Linked DNA regions of Mus musculus: region 2 is linked to region 1. Evidence: chromatin contacts called from public promoter capture Hi-C data. All regions are on one chromosome and are shown on one strand. Each heading gives the region's core, a stretch centred on a gene start, on an enhancer-like site or on the middle of the called end of the contact. The rest is flanking DNA. Distances are from core to core; before and after follow the strand shown.

Region 1 (2,903 bases), core at 188-2,687:
CAGCAGATGTTATGACGAGGGCTGGAGGCCCCACTTCTGCTTTGGCTCATGGAATGGCTGTGGGCAAATGTCTTCAGCTTTTGGCTGTCGGAAGGTGGCCTGAGTTATATACCATGTGGCCCTTTCTACAGGTCTGGTTGTCTGTCTCCTACTGTGGCAAATGGCTTCATTTAGTGCAAGTCTCCCAAGAGAAGGCAAAGTAGATGCAGCAAAGCCTTGAAGACAGACCCTGACACGTCATACTTTGATTTCTACCAGTCTGTTCATTAGAAGCAAGGCATTATTAATTCAGCCCCACACATTAGGGGAGGAGAACTGGCTCATCTCTGAAGGAAGGCATGCCACATAATCCTTAGGTTCAACTGGATCCAAGGATAGAATAGAGTCTGCTATCCTTTACCTTGCATCTGGGGCTCTGTCTCTCACATTGGGGAAGGTGACATTTTTCCACACTGGTCCCTCAGAAATCACATAGTAATGGTGATGGAAACAGAGAGGGAGAGTGAGGGAGGGAGGGAGAGAGAGAGAGAGAGAGAGAGAGAGAGAGAGAGAGAGAGAGAGAGTGTTCCCACAGACCATGATGTCTGTTGTATGTGGGGAAGGTAGCAACCAACTCTTAGAAAAAATGAAAGGTGAGGAATGGGATGCTTCCTGGCTGGCTTTAATTATGGGATGGTTGGAATGCTGGCTTGCACGAGAGAGCAAGTCATTAGTGAAGGCTACAGCTAGAAAGAGCCTGTGGTATTAGAGGACCCCCATCCCACACGGAGGAGCCATCATCTGTCCTGAAACACTAGCATCAGAACAAGGTCTGACATGATCATTTCTATTTGTGGCAGCAATCGAAAGCTGGATTCGAGCAGGCTGTTTGGAGGCAAGGATGTTGGCCCACAAACTATTTCAGTGATAGCACAAAAAAAAATTAGCAAGAATTTTAAATGTCATCAGTGTGGTAGGATTTTGTGTACCCCTGCTTGGGTGCTGGGAGGAGGTTCCAGATAGGAAATATTTCTCAGGCTACTCATCAGCTACTTGATATAACACTATAGCGGTTCCTGTAAAGCCCTGGTGGCTCTCATTTACTCTGTGAATGTTTATGAACCACTTAGATATGTCAGCAGTTAAGCCAAAGGAATGAGTTTGTTACGGTAAAGTGTCAGGCATCTTGGCAGGTTAGTAGGGAAGATATTTTTGGATAGGGAAAGATAACTACTTTCCTGCCCTACGCACAAAACTGTCTTCTCCCATGATAATTAAATGGTCTTCTGTTTTTGTATCTTTTTATATTTCACCCTCACAGCCCCTAACTGTGATGTTGTCTCTTATGAACATCGAGAGCCTGGCCTTCTGAGGGCAACTGCCGATCTATACATGGGCTCAACAGCAGTCCCAGGCTTATAACACTTGGGAAAGTAGGGCACCACCAGCCTCAGAAAGAGCTCCTCTAGTTATTTCCTAAGTAGTTTCCCTTTGAGTCCTACAACAGCCGCTCAAGTGAGCATGGCCCGACGCTCACTCCACTGATGGGAAAACTGGGGCTTGATAAATAGAGTCAAGCACCCAGGACAGAGTCACAGGCTAGTCAGGGGCCGTTCTTGCTGAATTGCTCAATCTACACCACCACAAAGGCTCTGGGAAGGTGTTTTGGACATAGAGTCATGTATGTGGGCTGCTGTGTATGTGGGCTGCATCTCTGTGTGATGGTAGTGAGCCATGCTCGTGAACTAGCCACCTGGGAACGTTTTGCTTTCTACGAGTCTCCAGGCAAGGTCAGGATTTCAACCGTTGTCACCTCCCCTTGGGAAATATCTGATAAGAAATAGGAAGGGAAACATGGGAATAACTAAACCCTAACCAAGGCAACACATTCCCCAGAAAACATAGTAACAATAATGAAATCAATGCTACATTGTGTTAGATGGGAGGTTGTAGTAACATGCCATATTTCTTTACCCTCTACAGTGAGAATAGGCTCTGAGAACATTCTTTTCTTTAATTAAAAAAAAAACCTTTTTATCGATTCTTTGTGAATTGCACATCATGCACTCCAGTCCTGCTCATCTCCCTGTCTCTTGTATCTACCCTTCACCCTTGCAACCTCTCCCCAAAATAACTCTCTCTCTCTCTGTCTCTCTCTCTCTGTCTCTCTCTCTCTCCACCACCACCACAAAGCATAGGAAATATCTCATTGTAAAAGCTGTAGCATGTCACAGTGTGTCCCACAGTCTGTCCCTCTGTCCACAAATCTTTACTTGCAGATGTTCATTGCAACGAGACACATCTAGTTCAAGATCTCTGGCTTCTGTGACACCATCGATATTGGATCCTCATTGGAACTCCTCCCGGTTATCCTGTTGCTGCATGTGTCGTGGAGGTCCTGCAGGACTGGCCCTTTCACCCATGACAGCCATCCACAGATGATACAGATTTTGGTGTGGGCCAACTCAGAGCCCTGGATCTGGGCCTGGGTGGAAGCTGAGCTCTTCCTTATCTCCACCACCAGGGTGAGCTCTCGAGCATTGCTTGGGCTCGGCCACCCACAACAGCCATCAGAAGGAAACAGGGTCAACACTCCGGGCTCTCATGCCCTTGGGACCAGCTCTCCCAACTGCCTAAGGTTGTGGGGGGATGGGGAAGGGCATCGCATCACACATACGTCACCTCCCAACCTCCCAATAGATGAATAGTCGGGCCACCTCTTCCACACTCTCACCCTCAGGGTTGGCTCACCCGCATTCCCTCCACCAGGGCCAGCACTACTGTGCTTCCAGGTGAGGTACAGGACCTGCCTTCCTGGGTGCTGCAGCAGGTGAGGGACAGGACCAGCTCACCTGCTGCCATGACCCCAGGGTCAGTTCTCCCAAGTGCCTCAGGTGGAGAGGGGTGAGGAGGGCAGAGGACAC
Region 2 (2,998 bases), core at 183-2,682, 140 kb after region 1:
CTAGTATGAGACTTGACTTAGGTCATAGGCACAATGACTGACAAAATACAAGAAGTTCCAGCTGAAGGCTTATGGTGCTTACAACATAGATCTTATGCCATACGTCAGGAAGGGAAAATGGTGGGAACCCAGTACCTATATGGACTATAGGAATGAGATTCCCACTGTAGATGAAGCTGCAGCTTTGACTTTTCTTTTCCTTTTTCTCTTTCTCCTACTTTTAGCAACACGGGATACTGTCCTTCCAAGAGAAGCAGTCCATTACCCATCTAACTTAGTGTCTGAATTGTGACGGCATTTGCCATTCTCCCTCCTCCAAGTGCCAGCACAGGCTGGCCTCCACAGAGACAGCGCTGAAACCCTGGCCTTCCTAAGCTTTGTTCTCAGAGTGCAGCTTGCTGAAGCCTCACTTGTAGAGTGTGCCTTACTAGTTTCCGGAGTGCTGCTGAGACTGCGGCTGCAGCTGCCCTGCGGATCACCCAGCCAGAGCTCAGTCCTTCATGTGTGAACCTTGCATCAGGCGGGCCAGACCCTGGGCTTTGGCTGGAAGCCCCCTGGACCCACTTAAAGCACTGTTCATAATTTTCCTGGTCTACTTACCTACTCCTTCTTTTTGAGGACTACCTCTGTCTTAGCTTCACCAACTCTCAGCCATCAGGGGGGCTGTAAGCCTCTTGAACCCATTTAAACCACTGTTCATAATTTTCCTGGTCTGCCTGCCTACTGCTTCTATTTGAGGACTACCTCCATCTCAGCTTCACCAACTCTCAGCCATCAGCCAAATTATTTCTCTATAAAGGGAAAGGCTTTCCTCTACACATGACCCGAGCCATGATAACGAAGGAGAATTTCGGAGCATGTTGCTCACTTTCCTGGAGCTCTCTCTGCTCATGGAGGCCCTTCAGCATCCCTAGGATCATCCCTACCATCTGACTTAAACTAGATGACTGCATCTTAAACTTTCCCCCCGGCAGTCCTGCGTGTGGAACCCTCTGACACTACAAGAGCGGAGGAGGCTTCTCTCTAGTTCATCCTCTCTCTCCTGTTCCTTGGCTTAGAATCAAGCACACACGGGTGCTTGGTGAGGACTTGCTGAATTTATGGAACATAGGTGCAAACAGAGACTTCCATCTGCCTAGTGACTCAATGCAATCGCTCTCTGGCATGCTCATGGAGATAACTTCTGTCTCTCTTTGTTACCATGGGACAAAGTCAAGCTTAGCTCCTAATTTGTAGCTCCCGGAAAACACCAGCTTCCCCTTTCCAACCAGTGTCAGAAGGGAGCTAATACAGGGTAAACGTATAAAGTAAAACAAATAAAGACAGGCAAGTGAAGGTCCTGGAGTTGACTTGGAAACTTACACTGCTCATTCCCTTTGCCTCCAGCTGGACAACGGAACGTGGTGACATGAAAATTAAACCGTGCCAAGGGCTTTGGCTTGTCAGCCTCGATAAATGTCTGGCACAGATAGAGAAGCCTGCAACATTGGAACCTGGCTGAGCATATTGCAGGAGGCTTTGGGGATCCTCCAGAGGCCATATGTTCCGTGAACATCACCCACTTTTCTAAAGAGTTAGACTTATTCGCTCACTTTTTTTTGCAAAGCCTATCTGGTTAATTTAAATGGGGAGATGATTAAGAAAAAGCACTCTTTTCTTTGCAGCTAATATTGAGTCATAGAGGCAAGGAGGCTGTTAATTTTGAAGTGTTGCTGGGTAGGGCTTTCTGCTGATTGTGTTGCTATTGATTTGAACAGCCACAAGTCTTTAGGATCATTTTTAGAGCGAAGACATGAACAGGGCTGAAATGAAAATCAGTCCCAGATAATGAACACTCCTGCTTAGAAATCATTATGGACTGAGCCCTGCCAGGAAGGTGCTTAGCCTGGGGAGTTAGCACTTGCCACAGCAGAGGAGGAAGCCCCTGTGCTCAGTGATTACCCAGGTCTCTGGGTCTAGGCATCCAACCCTTAGGAATATTTGTCTGATTTCTTCAATTCAGAAATAACAAGTGGGATTTTGGTTGCTCATTTACCGGTTTCTTTTGCGTTTTCTCCAGTCTCCTGTGAACTTCTAAGAGAGCTTTAATGAAAGAACCCAGAGTTTTCCAGCTGTTCAATTCAAGGCAATGACCACTAGGGAGCTGTTGGGTGTTTTCTTTGGGGTAGAGGGATGGGGGAGGGATGGATGCTTTTTATGTATTGAGGGTGAGAGTCAGCCTCACATGGATCTGCCTAGTGGCTAGCTTTCTAGATGTCTAGCAGGCTAAGTTTTGAGTAGAAAATGAGAAATAAGAGAGTAAAAAGTTTATGACATGAAAATTCAATGAATTCAAGTAGCCCCTTTTTCCCTTCAGTCTCATAGATTAGTTTTACTGGAAAGTAGATGGCGGGACTAACTGGAGTGTTCCTTTGCTTGGGCACTGTATGAATCTGCTTCCATGGCACCAGGCAGGGTTTAGAAGAGTAACATTGAGAACAAATGGCCCTGCACAACCCTAAGGCTTTCTTTCCTCTCTGGATCTCTATAGATGGTTTGCTGATCTCTGGTACACGGGAAGGGGGCGCTGTTTTTCTAACAGTGGTTATCTCCATGGAGACTTGGTGGGTGTCCCTTGAGACAAACTCTCTTGTTAAGGTCAGAAAATTTGGTCTAAACTGTGAGTGGTCAAAATGAATGGTTAATTCAATAAAGTTCTCAGAAAGTTCTGCCACAGCAATCATAGTCCTTTGTACCTGTGTGACTTGGGGCCTTAGTCAGACTTACAGAATTTGCTTAAATCTACTTGAATACACTCAGGATTCCTTGAGACACTTCTTCAGTGGGTTTAATGGCTTTTCTCCACTGGGGAAACTCACTGGCATCCTCCTGCTTCTCCTCCTCCCAACCTTCTGAGTTACCTGAGACTCGCAGCCCACCTATCTTCAAGCTCTGAAGAGCAGACCCAGGTTGTCCATTTGGCAAGAAACGCAATGGACGAATCTATGGCCACACCTGT

The links. Promoter capture Hi-C pulls out the DNA fragments that hold promoters and counts their contacts.
Region 2: a contact with region 1 is called in a promoter capture Hi-C map of hippocampal neurons, with 3 times the contacts expected there. The contact joins two enhancer-like sites. A contact is called at or near these places in 1 of 39 promoter capture datasets (hippocampal neurons) and 5 of 484 Hi-C or Micro-C datasets (cortical neurons, embryonic stem cells and hippocampal excitatory neurons).

The regions. Positions count from the first base shown.
Region 1 is chr9:97,313,089-97,315,991 of GRCm38.p6, forward strand. Gm46149 (a long non-coding RNA gene) reads left to right here. Exons shown (of 3, transcript XR_001779354.1): 2 at 2,259-2,504. Among named protein-coding and RNA genes, the nearest start is that of Gm46149, 3.9 kb to the left of the region's middle. Within about 2 kb of position 1,438, at least 7 of the 459 cell types and tissues checked have an H3K27ac peak or open chromatin away from gene starts, as enhancers often do. A contact at or near this core is called in hippocampal neurons, where this site is marked.
Region 2 is chr9:97,448,404-97,451,401 of GRCm38.p6, forward strand. The region is part of intron 17 of Clstn2 (calsyntenin 2); the gene reads right to left. Among named protein-coding and RNA genes, the nearest start is that of Gm25607, 10 kb to the left of the region's middle. Within about 2 kb of position 1,433, at least 9 of the 459 cell types and tissues checked have an H3K27ac peak or open chromatin away from gene starts, as enhancers often do. A contact at or near this core is called in hippocampal neurons, where this site is marked.